Regions from separate parts of the Sus scrofa genome. Here region 1 is linked to region 2. A link is a contact called in public Hi-C data. All regions are on one chromosome and are shown on one strand. The core of a region is the stretch at or near the end of the contact, and the rest is flanking DNA. Distances in the headings are between cores, read along the strand shown. Region 1 holds the start of ZNF516 (zinc finger protein 516). Region 2 overlaps LOC102168188 (a long non-coding RNA gene).

What was found. A called contact is a pair of places that touch in the nucleus more often than the background predicts.
Region 1: a Hi-C map of embryonic fibroblasts shows a contact between it and region 2, with 2.7 times the contacts expected there. The contact joins the promoter of ZNF516 here to the enhancer-like site in region 2. A contact is called at or near these places in 9 of 47 Hi-C or Micro-C datasets (adipocytes, embryonic fibroblasts, epiblast stem cells and 4 more) and 2 of 2 datasets of contacts at active chromatin or transcription factors (alveolar macrophages and skeletal muscle).

Annotation. Positions count from the first base shown.
Region 1 is chr1:147,985,275-147,991,241 of Sscrofa11.1, forward strand. It overlaps ZNF516 (zinc finger protein 516), which reads left to right and starts at 2,386. Exons shown (of 7, transcript XM_021099077.1): 1 at 2,386-2,502.
Region 2 is chr1:147,845,047-147,851,289 of Sscrofa11.1, forward strand. LOC102168188 (a long non-coding RNA gene) reads right to left here. Exons shown (of 3, transcript XR_301093.3): 3 at 3,610-5,165. Among named protein-coding and RNA genes, the nearest start is that of ZNF236, 66 kb to the left of the region's middle. Within about 2 kb of position 2,640, at least 9 of the 83 cell types and tissues checked have an H3K27ac peak or open chromatin away from gene starts, as enhancers often do. A contact at or near this core is called in alveolar macrophages and embryonic fibroblasts, where this site is marked.

The DNA of each region.
Region 1 (5,967 bases), core at 1,136-3,635, 140 kb after region 2:
CCATTTATTATCAGCGGTAATAAGCTCCTCGCAGCAGACCAGGATCTGACCAGGAGCTTCTGGTGTTGTGTGTCTGTGTCTTAATCATTCCGCTGGGTTTATTGATAAAGAATTACTTGATCTCCGGGTGTGCAAAGAACAACTTGCTCAGCCCTCTTTTAAAATATATTTATTCTGTGCCTTATTTAATCCAGACGCACAAAAAGCCATTTGCTGCTTCATTGTTGGTTTACATTTTTTGAAAAGGCGACTGGTGTAACCTGTGGAATTTGAAATGCAAATAAAAGCCTGTGGGAGTTGAGGCAGAACAAATCAGCATTTATAAAGTGAAAAAGATTTAATGTCTTTGAAATCATTGCGGAGGAAAAAAACTGGAGAGGGGGAGCGATTTTTCAGCGAGTGAATTGTGACGTCAGGTCTTTTTGGAAAAGATGTTATTTTTAAGGTCTGAAACCCGGGTATGTAAAGTGCTTACAGGAAAAACAGATTACAAGATTAACATCTGTTAACATGATCCTTTATCTCCAGCCAAAAATAGGTCAGTTCTTTCTTAAGGAAACACGATTGCTGGCGTGTGTTTAAATAATAAAATTAAAATAATGAGTTCATCAATTAGGACCGGCGTTTGATACAATCTGACCTGTGAAAAACATTTTTTAATTTCGAGATCAATGAAAGGTCAAAGTCCCTTTTGGGTGTTGAGAACAACTCTTCTCCCTGCGTCCACCCCTCCCGGATGACCCCCTCCTTTTTACAGCGAGCTGCCTCTCCGCCCCCATCCCGATTGCTAATTTCCCCTTTCATCCACTGTGGAAGTAGAAAATAGATTTAAATGGATATCGTATGATGCCTCCCTCGTTTAAAGAAGGCAAACTCTCGGTGCAGAAGGCTAACTTTCAGAGCTCTGCTGTTGTTTTACCAATAAATGAAGGGGGGGTGGTGGAAGGAAACAGCCTTGCAAAGTCTCCCTGCCCCCTGGGTGTGAGTGACGGCTCTCCGGGCCAATCCGCAGCGGCTTTCTCCATCCCGGAGGTAATTTGGGGTGTGAGTGTGTACGCGCGCGCGCGTGCATGCGCCCATGTGTCTGCACACTAAGTCCGACCAGCCCCGCGCATCCGCAGGGTCCTGATTTGCACAGTTATGAGCTGTATACACGGACACGCTATTATCTGAATCTTTGCAGCTAGGTGGGCATGCAGCATTCCAAATAGAGACCTTGCCTCCTCCGAGTGTTCTGTAAAGAACGGGCAAAAGAAGTGCTTTCGGATGCAAGTCGAAACCTGCAGAAGGGGAAGAAAAGGAGGGATGTGATTATGCTTCTCAGAGGTTGGGGGATCGAAATGTGTGGTTCCTTCCGTCTCGTTCCCACGCGGCAGGCGCGCCCTGAGCGCCTGGGGTCAGAGTGATGGATTCTACTCGTCACTCGCTAGGCGTATCGAGGTCCAGGATTGTTGAAACTGTTGTTAACTCTAGAAAAAGTGAAGGACAGCATGTACCTTCCAACTTCAAATTTTATTTTCTCACTGGAAGTTGATATTTAGGCCGTGGCAAATTATAGAATGTGACCTGCCCAGGGTCAGTGCAATTTTACTGCCCACCTACTTAAGAATGCGAAGCACTGGCAACGGCTCCCCGGCACAATGGGCACATTCACCGGCGGAGTGCGTCACGGGCCCCCCCACGTTTCCTCTGGGTTTAGTAGGGCACCAACTTCTCTAGGAATATTAGTAGTGCTCTGTGTGTGTGTGTGTGTGTGTGTGTGTGTGTGTAAGGGACCAAGGAGCAGCTCTGTTCAGTGCTGGAGTTGCTTTGCTGCTTCGCTCAGAGATGGATGCTGCTGCTGCAGGGAACGGGTTAAGGACACACGTGTACCCCCTCCTTCCCCGAGACCCCTGCAGGGGGATCCCTGGGAGGGATCCCGCGCCCGGGCCTCGTCCACGCACAGTGTGTCCGCCTGCAGGGCCGCACGGAGGTCATCCCGATAGTCCACTGGCCAACCCAGGAGACCTTCGTCCTCCCCCAGCAAGATCCTAACTCGGTTACAAGGTGGGGTCCAGCCCGCGTCGCCCGCCGGGCCATTTCCGCTCCCTAAATCCGAATACTACCCGATTCTGCCCCTCTCCTTCCCCAATCTCTGTGAGATCGCGGATTGAGGAATGGGCAGTAGGGGGAGGTGTCGCTGGATTAAATCATTCCTATTTCTGTTTCTCCCGCGGGTGCGGCGCTGGTCCCAGGGCGCCTGACGGGGGGAGGGGGGTAGTATTTACCTGCCCGCCCCGCGGCTTGGGCTGCGGCCTCTGGAGGCCCAGTTTACTGGGGGAGGGCTGTAGGCGGGGAGGGATGGGCGGAGAGGTGGGGGAGGACCCGGCCCGCGCCCCCGCCCCCCGGTGCCCGCCCCCCGCCCCCGTCATGTGGAGCGGACGTCACAAGCCTGCACTGTAACCCAAGAAGTGAAAGAGACGGGGACCCACGGCCCAACTTCGCACCGTAACAAAGGCGGGGGTCCGTGCGGGCCGGGGGAGGGGGTCTGGCCGGGGACGGATCGGGGGAATGGGTCTGGGGGGGTGGGGCAGGCAGGGCCCGGGGCTGCGTGGGGGCGGGAGAATGGGGGGCCTGGCCCGGGAGTGAGGGCCTGGTCTGGGAGTAGGGTCCTGACTGGGGCGGGGTCTGCTCGGGGCTGGGGCAGTGGGGACCCGGGAGGGGGTTAGCTGGAGTGGGGGATGAGGGCCGGGGCGGGAGTCTGAAGGGGGCGGGGGAGTGAGAGCTCCGACTGGGGTCTGCGGGGGTAGGGGGAGTGTGGGCCGGGACGGGGGTCTGTGGGGGCGGGGGAGTGGGGGCCGGGGCCCTGGGTGCGCGTGGCTGCGCGGACCGCGCTCCAGGCGCCGAGGCGCTGCCCAGGCCAGGTAATTGGTTTCTATTTTAAACTTCACTTTGTCCGGGCGGAGGTGGGGCGGTGGGAAAGGCGTGGCCCCTGCGCGATTACATAAGTGTTCATACCTGATTAGGTCCCAGGCCGGGGCCAGCGCGCGGATTTGGGCGCTAGCCGCCGGTGGGCACCGGCTCGGGCATCCTTGTGCGGGGTTGAGGCGCGTGGAGTTGCGTCCTGCCCGTGGGACCTGATGCTTGTCCGCCGTGGGACCCGCATGCAATCTGGGCTGGAGCTGGAAGCCCCGGGTGTCCGTGGCGGGGGGCCGAGCCTGTCGGCAGGGTCTATACTGTAACAAAGGGCAGGGCTGCGGGACCTTGGGCGGCGCAGAGCACTGACTTAAAGGAGAGTCACAAAAGTCTGAATTAAACGTGCAACCGGAAGGCATTTTCCCCCACGAACGTGCCCTTAGGTCTCAAATCTTGATTAAAGATGATTTAAACATTGAGGTGCTCGCACCCCGTGGCTATGTAATAAATACACTTAAAGGACTGCTGAGAGGCGATGGGAGGGTGGGTCTTCTCCCTACAGGATCTTCTCCAGATTATTTTTCACGCTGCCCTATTAATATGATTGGAGTATTTTGGTTTAGGAATGTAAGTGCTACTTTAAGGAACTAGGCATGCGTGCTATTTGGTAGGATCTTTCTCCTGCCCCTCAAAAAAGAGCTCATTTTATCATTTGTTTGTTCCTCCTTCATATTCTCTTGCATTCTTTGATTGCCGCGTCAAAATAGCTGTGTTACTTATATTTACACAGACTGGCCAGAATTAAATAGACCACATGCCACTGCCACACATGAATTGGAGCATTTTCCTCTCCGTGTAACATTGGAGGGTGTGGAGCTGGCCTTAGGAACCTGGGTCTGAGAGTTCAGCTCCTTGAGAAGGACAGACTTGGTTTCACAACAGCGACTCCTGAATTGTGCTGAATGGGCCTGGGGGTGCCCCCCCTCCAGCCACTCAAGTATTTTGGTAGTGGAATTAGAATTTTGATGTGTTAAGATATAAATATATTATGTCAAGTATTTTTCTAGTTTGTTAGTAGGGCTTTGTTTTGTTAAACTTGTTTGAATATACTGAAACAGCACATCAAAAAAAAAAAAAAAAATCCCAAAAGGTGTGCAGTAAAGCTATCTAAGAGGAATGAGAATGTCTCTAAAATGAAACAAAGTGGCCAGGAAGCATATTTGGTAGGTCCAGGAGTCAACAGTGGAAAGAGAGAGAGAGGAGTTTTGCTTAGTTTTGTTTCTGAAAGCTTTTGTTTGTCAGAGTAATCTTTCCAAATGGTTTAGGATACTGAAACATAACTCCATCAAGAACTTTAAGTTTTGGATGTGTTAAGTGGCATTAGTCACTGATGACCCGAGAATAGTTTACGTCGCCAGTGTTAATCCCATTGTTACTTGTATAAGACCTTTTAAGTTGACTAATTTAGAGATTAAAGTTTTCTTGGGACTCTGAAGTTCCACCTTTCTTTCTAAGATGTTGTTTTAGAGACCAATACAGAGTGGATAGAATGAGAGATGGTTTTAAAAACAGGTCGGTGCTAAAATCACCTTGTCTCCACTTCCATGAATTAAACTTTAACTTCATTTACCTTACTTGCTCCTTCGTGGGGATATTTGAGTCTCATAGGTGGAGCATTTGATGTGGAGATTAAGTTTAGCAACAGTTATGTGCAAAAGGAAAGGAGACTTCTTTAAAGAATAACTCAAACTGAGGTAAACTCTTCACAGATGGTTTTCAGCCTTACTAAATAGGGAAAAATGATAATGTGACATAGGAATTTAAGGAGAGTTTAGTCACGGACAGTTCTTGAAAAACCAGTGCTCTGTTTATTGGGTTGTTGTAGATTTTTATTTATTCATTTTCCAAGATACATATTGATCTTATTCATAATTTACCAGAAGGAGTCTTTTAAAAAGAATTTTGTGGGAGTGGCTGTAAGTCTGGCTGGAGATTGTGTTTAGAGTTTCAACTGCATTATACCTTAATGGCATAGAAATAGGAAACTGAAATGTAAGCTGATTACCTTCAGCAGGAAGGAGCTTGTTCAAGCGTGTGTACTTTCCTTTTATAATATGTTTGTTTTCAGTGTTCAAGACATGACACTATTTTGGTTTTTATTCCATTTTCAGCATTGGTGTTAATTATATAATTGAAAGTGCTATTTTGCTTATAATGTAACTAGATTCTAACTGAATAAAGCAGGAAGCAAATAACTTCTTCGTGGCTGTTGGGTGGCCACATTTAGCTGGCAGCATCTAACCTTTCTCAGTGATAGGCGTAGATTTAAGCAGAAGTCATAGAACTAATGGAAGAACACAGAAGAAAGTGAATGCAATTCTTAGATATCTGCGTTTTAAATATTTGAAGGTAGACGTAACATGCCTTCCTCAAAAGCAGACATCTTCCATGCTGTAAATGTTTAAACTCCACTTGGATGGAGTTTTCTGATACAGTCCATTCTTTCAAAATTGCATTTCTTTGCTGCTCTAACCCCTCCCCCTCAAAGGTTCTAGAGGCTGTGGGAAAAGTTTAATGAACTCGATTCTTCCTGAATGCAGTTGGGAGAATAGAGTGGGCCTGTGTGCTTCGTTGCCCTTGCTGTGTTCCTCTCACTGAGCTGACACTGACCACAGAACCAGCTCCCACATGTGGACCTGCCTCGGCTTGCTGGGCACTGGGCACCTTTGACCGTCTCCTCCAGAATCATTCATGTGTAATGTCTAAACAGGAAGAATTCATTGTGTCACTGTCTTTGCTCCCAGATCCATTAGTCTTTTGGTAGGAAAGCACATCTCATTTGGATGTGCATTTTTCAAGTGAATAACCCTGTCACGATGTGGGTTTGTTCTGAAGTCTGACTGAGGCAGGGGGTGTTTGGAGCACATCTCCTTGTGCAGCACAGACATAGAAAGCAGGATGGGGCTTCCAGGAGGCAGGTGTCAGTGTGGGGCGCAGGTATACGTCCCTGGGCTGCCATTCTGTCTGCCTTGGAGTTTGGGTACTGCTGCTATTCCACTCCTGTTCTGCAAT
Region 2 (6,243 bases), core at 1,390-3,889:
TAACTTGCATGCCTATCAAGGAAAACGGCTGGGCAAATAGGAGTATATTCATACCATAATGTATTATGCAGCTATTTAAAGAACTCTCTGGAAGAATCTTTCATGACATATTTTTTAAAGTAAGATAAGTGAGTTTTGGGGTATAATACCATTTGTACCATTTTTAAAATAAAATTTTAAAAACTTTATGAGTATGTAGTTTTTATATAATTGTTCGGCCACCAGGAATGGTTCAGAAGGGTACAGACCAGGCTGATTGTCTAGATTGGAGGCAGCACTTTATAACGGCAAAAATGTTGAAATGACCTCAGGGTTTAGATTTAAGAGTTTAGTTAATTTAATTCTGGCACATTCATACACAGGCAGACCTTGAAGATAAACTGTGGGTTCAGTTCTTGATACCCTAATAAAGCAAATATTGCAATTAAGTAATTCACATGAATTTTTTTGACTTCCCAGTGCATGTAAAGGTTATGTTTGCACTGTACTGTGGTCCATTTAGTGTGCAATAGCACTATTTTAAAAGCAATGTACATACCTTAATTTAAAAATACTTTATTGCTAAAAATTTCTGTCACCTCAGCCTTCAGTGTATTGTCTTTTTGAATAGTAATATCAAACATCACTCATTAATGCCAGATCACCACAACAATCATAATAATAGTGAAAAAGTTTGAAATATTGTGAGAATTAGCAAAATCTGGCACAGAGATACAAAATGAGCAAATGCTGTTAAAAATAGCATTGATAGACTTAGTGGACACAAGGTTGCCGCAAACCTTCAGTCTGTTAAAAACAGGATATCTGCTGAGGGCAATAATGCAAAGCACAATAAAACAGGCTCTGCCTGTGCTGAAATAGTACTCAACTGTTAATAATAGCGGTATAAAATACATGAAAATAATTATATATCATGTATTAAAAATAATATTAACAAACACGACATAATACCAAGGGAAATAAAATGCATGATCTCATGCAATATGAAACTCTTTAAGATAGATACACACCAAATATCCACCAGTAATTTTTAATGTTCATGAGCCTATGAGCCTTCAAATTTTTCTAAATTAACATGTATAAAAGGGGGAAGAGATGGGGCAGAGGCAGAGATGTTTAGCAATTCAAAAGAGTTGAGTAAGTTCCCATCCTGGCTCAGTGATTAACAAACCCAACTAGTATACATGAGGACTCAGTTTTGATCCCTGGCCTCTCTCGATGAGTTAAAGATCTGGCATTGCTGTGATCTGTGTTGTAGGTCACAGACATGCCTTGGATCTCGAGTTGCTGTGGCTGTGGTGTAGGCCAGCAGCAATAGCTCCAATTCAATGCCTAGCCTGGGAACCTTCATATGCCACGGGTGTGGCCCTAAAAAGACAAAAAAGACAAAAAAAAAGGGTTGAGTAAAATAGACAGAAAGAACCAGAGGAGACTGGATCCTTCATAAACTCAATGACATCTCTGAATAATAGGGAGCTGAGAGAACTTTGTTTTTCGTTTTTCTGTTTTTTTGGGTTTTTTTTTTGTTTGTTTGTTTGTTTGTCTTTTTGCCTTTTCTAGGGCCGCTCCCAAGGCATATGGAGGTTCTCAGGCTAGGGGTCGAATCGGAGCTGTAGCCACCGGCCTACACCAGAGCCACAGCAACTCGGGATCCGAGCCAAGTCTGCGACCTACAACACAGCTCACGGCAACGCCAGATCCTCGACCCACTGAGCAAGGCCTGGGATCGAACCTGCAACCTCATGGTTCCTAGTCGGACTCGTCAACCACTGCACCACGACGGGCACTCCAAGGAGCTGAGAGTACTTTGAACTGGAAATGGAGGCTTGAGATACTTAGTTTAGGGAGATGGGTGACTGGCGATCTCAAATGCCTTTGGCTCATACAAAGTGATGAGAATGAATGAGATAATTAATATCCATAAAGTGCTTTAACATCCTCAGGAAAGGCTGCTGTGTAGGATGACATTGTCTTGCTCAAGTCAGATGGGTCCATACAACCTTTTTCTAATCCACCCCCTTCAAAGATCACCAGCTTATTTCCCAGTGAGTCAGTGTGGTTTTTGATATTTCAAACAGGGAAACCTTGATCAGAGAAAGATGTTATGTTTCTTTTTACTGTAAATTTTGTAAATTAAAAGAAGAAATTTTTACCTTCTGAGGGTGCATTGGTACTTGGATAGATGTTTTTCATGAAAATATCAAGCTTAAAGGACCCTGGACAAAACAAGGATTTCTAATGAAGATTAAAGATTTAGCACAGATTGAGAATGAACGTAACTTCATTCAAGTGCGCAGGAGGAGGACTGAAAGGTGGCCAACCTCTCTCCGTCGCAGCTTCTGCCCTCCCCTGTCTAAGAGCCAGCCACCAAGCAACTCTCCTAGAGCCTGGAACTTCCACAAAGATTGAGTACCTGGACAGGAAACTCCCTGATATTTTGGCTGCATCAGCCGCAGGACAAGTTATAATGAAAAGGAACATTTCTGGGAGCACCTAGCCCTCAGGCAAAATGCACCACTCATTGCCTTTCCCTGTCTGGCCTCGGAATTAATTTAGAGAACCTCAGCTAAAGCCGTAGTCAGAACAGGCCTGTAGGAGGAGCTCTCACGCCTGCCATCATCATCAATTACTCCAGATAGGAGGAGGCACAAAGTCTAGCCTGGGACAGGAAGGCGCCTCCCTTTACCATCCAGAGGAAGAAGACATCTCTCCACTGCATCACAGCCCAGCCAATCAGAAACTGTAGCAGCCTAACCAATGGGAAGCCTCCACGCTTTGGACCCCGCAATGGACTCTGTGGGTATACCAGCTCCTCTTAACTCCCCCTTTACCCTATAAAAGCAAGTTCCCCTTCCTCGTTCCCTGACTTGCCTGTGGTCCGCCATAGCTCATATATCCTGAATTGCAGTTCTTCTGGCTATTCACAAGTAAGCTCACTTTTGCTGATAAAAATAACTGCCTATTATATTGTTGAAGTTGAAAACCTATTCCTTAGTCTTTGGCAGATCCTATAAAGAATAACATGCATCTACAGTCCAATTTAGTGCATTACAATTTGTCGTTTGTTTGTTTTAGTCTTGGGGAAAAAAAATCATGGTTTATTCTACTTAGACCCATCCCAAGTGTTAGCACCTTGAAAACATTCCAAGTGCAAAACACATCATTTCAAGACTTGAAGCCATTGGATCAAGTTTGGACACTTGTTTGCTCCCTTATTCCCCTGCGTGACTGAGTAGCTGCCAGGTCTGTGGGTTCGAGTCATCAGTGTGTAATTTCCCAGGAATAAAAGGCAGACGTCTAGGGTTGCTTTTTTCCCCTCTAATGTTGTAACTTGTCCCTCAGTCACGTCACTCTTGCTCATTCGAGCGTTGATCCTGGCTCTCTTGTTTTAATATTTTATACATATATTTCATCAATGTGCGCGTCAGGGCACCATGACAATTGCTATAGGAATGAATTCCTGCCATGAAAGCAAAGCCTCAGAAATCACTCATTAAAACCATACTTAGGAACACTTATTGTTTGGGGGATGGTTTGTGACCAGGATTAGAAAATTTTCCCCTAGAAATTACATTCTCAAAACAATGAAAACAATCCAAAAGAGTTGAGAAGTGTTGCCTTTATTCAAGTCTGTCCTCATCATCCTCTGACTGTGAATGGTCCATTTTTCTGCATGTGAAATATCTGGGTCAGTGGAAAAGCTGGTTCTGAATTTCACTAGGAAAGAACATTAGTTACTAGAAGGAGCGTCTTCCCAGCCAGGAGGTGAGTTTGAGAGCTGACAGGTCCAGAAACTGCCAGAGTGACAGCCTATAGAAAACAGGTATCGGATTCAAAGTAACCCCTATGAAACATGCTGTGTGTGTGTTTTGATGTTAGCAGTGCGAGTAAAACTACATTTTTTTAAGAGGTCAAACTCTTAACACAAATAAGAAAATTACTGTCAACATCATTCACTGGAAACGGTGCCCAGGGGCTGTGACAACTGTCTGAATGAGCTGTGGGTCACCCACCTGTGAGTCAGATACAAAAAGCACAGGGTCAGGTCAGAAGCAAATGACACAAAGTCTATTTTGATGGTCAACTACAGAAAGGAACTTGTTGACCAAAAGTTTCAGTTAGAACAGAATCCCGCCATTCAGGGCTCAGAAGCTGCCCTTGCAAGACCAGTGTTTCTCGACTCTGTGGTCTGTCCAGAAGGCCCTGGGCCCTTCGTCCAGGATCAGTCCTTGGAGGGTCTCCATGTGCTTGAGGGTTTTATAGACAGTAGTGAAGAAAGAACAGAAAACCCCAGCTCCTGGAGTTTGGCAACAAGTGGGGGAGGCAGGCATCTACCAGGGAGAGGGTCTTGCCAAGCATCCTCCTTGGAATTTGCCCTGGGTGCCAGAAGGAAAAGTCAGGGATGCTTTGAAAGAGCATGACCAATGGGCCTGAGTCCCACAGTGGGGGCACACGAGGGAGGCGCTCTGTCGGTTACACCTGAGCATAGACGTGACATGCTGGCAGAGACTTAGCCCACTGGGATACCTTCAGTCTGCCCATCCTTTCCCATTGGTGGTGACATGTGGCCTGTTTGATGGGTGTCATCAAACAGTTTTCCATGGACAGAGCACTTGCCCAGGTGTGACTCGAGTGTGGGAAACTAATGATGAAAGATGGAAATGAGATATCACACATCCCATCTGCTGTTGTCACGGGTTGCCATGCCTTGTGGACTGTGCTGTTGGCACTGAGAGCAGGCTCACCAGGCTGCACCAGACTTGCTGTGCACAGGAATTCGTTTATAAACAGAAGCACCCACTTCAGGCCAGCTGACATTGAGGAGTCACATGGAGGCGAGCCCTGCACGACTGCGGGTGTCTGTGGCCCTTCTGAAGAAGGTCGTGCTGATCATGCAGAAACAGCTCACAAAATCCTCCCTCCATCTTTAATTTTCTCCAGCCTGTTTCCATGGAGCTTGACTAACAGGTGTATTCCAGGGAGGGACAAGCAGGTGGCGCTGCAGGTGAGTGAGCAACTTACCCATCATTTGCATCAGGTGCTAGGACACCAAGCATCTGAGCTTCTGAAGCCACATGAGGGTCCACCTCTCAGCTTTCACAAACCTCTCATCGGCCTCTGGTGGGGCAGCTCCAGCCTCTACGCTGAAAACACCTGCTTGTCAGCTAGGGTTTGGAAAAGATTGGAGAGTAATTTTAACACATCCTTTCAAAAGAGTCCACTTTAAACATGGATTGATTTTTTTTCTCTACAAATGAGTCAGCACTTTGGGGGCACTGTGGGATCAAGTATGACCTGCATGAGACCCAAGGTTTAGTTTTATAAATGAACATGTTCCCCTCACCTCCTGTGTGAGCCTCACTATTTCTGCCATTTCTTCACAGCACCCTACTTAACAGGGATTTCTATAGAGGAGGTGTCGGTAGCTTGCTGGAAGCCCCTCCAGTGACTTAGGCTGGGGTTTTCTCTTCTTTCTTCACTACTGTCTATAAAACCCTCAAGCACATGGAGACCCTCCAGGAACTGATCCAGTGACCTAGGTATGTTATGATGTAGCAGAGTAACTCTGATCACGTTTTTCTCACCTGTGCTGCTGTGAAGTGTGCCCTTGGTAACAGGGATTTGGAATCGAATTCTTCTCTTGTGTGTAACATACGGTCGTGTTTGTTTACTTGACTAGACCCTTGACTGAGCAAAAATGCAGATGACTCCCATCTGAGACGCTCGTATGAGGAGGGGAAGCCCCCTCCAGAGGGAGGGGCTGGGCATTAGGGCTTCCTTGAGAGGGAAGGGAAAGTCTTTTCCAGTCATTGTTGGGCGGGGGGGGGGCCTGATCTCATGTAGGGGGAGGGTGGGACGAAGACTAGGAACTACTTGTTATGTGTGCACACACTCACACACACACACACACACACACACACACACACACACACACTCCCAGGGAAGAGAACTTGGGGCTCGAGGCACCCTTCCCCTGCAATCCATCAACACCAGGGTGGACGCACCTCCCTGGGGTCCCGACAGTCTCTGCTCACACCCACCAGCTTGGAGCCAGAGCAGAAAGGCAGCCAAGAGGATGGGAATATCAGAGTTAGATGCTCCTCGATTTACCCCATCTCTAGAGACTTCTACATCCTCCCGCATCCACTATCCCACAGCCTGCAGCCCTCCCAGCCTACCGGGTGATTCACCCCCCAGACACTGACAGCCGCCCCACCCCCACACCCCAAACGCCCTCCTGCA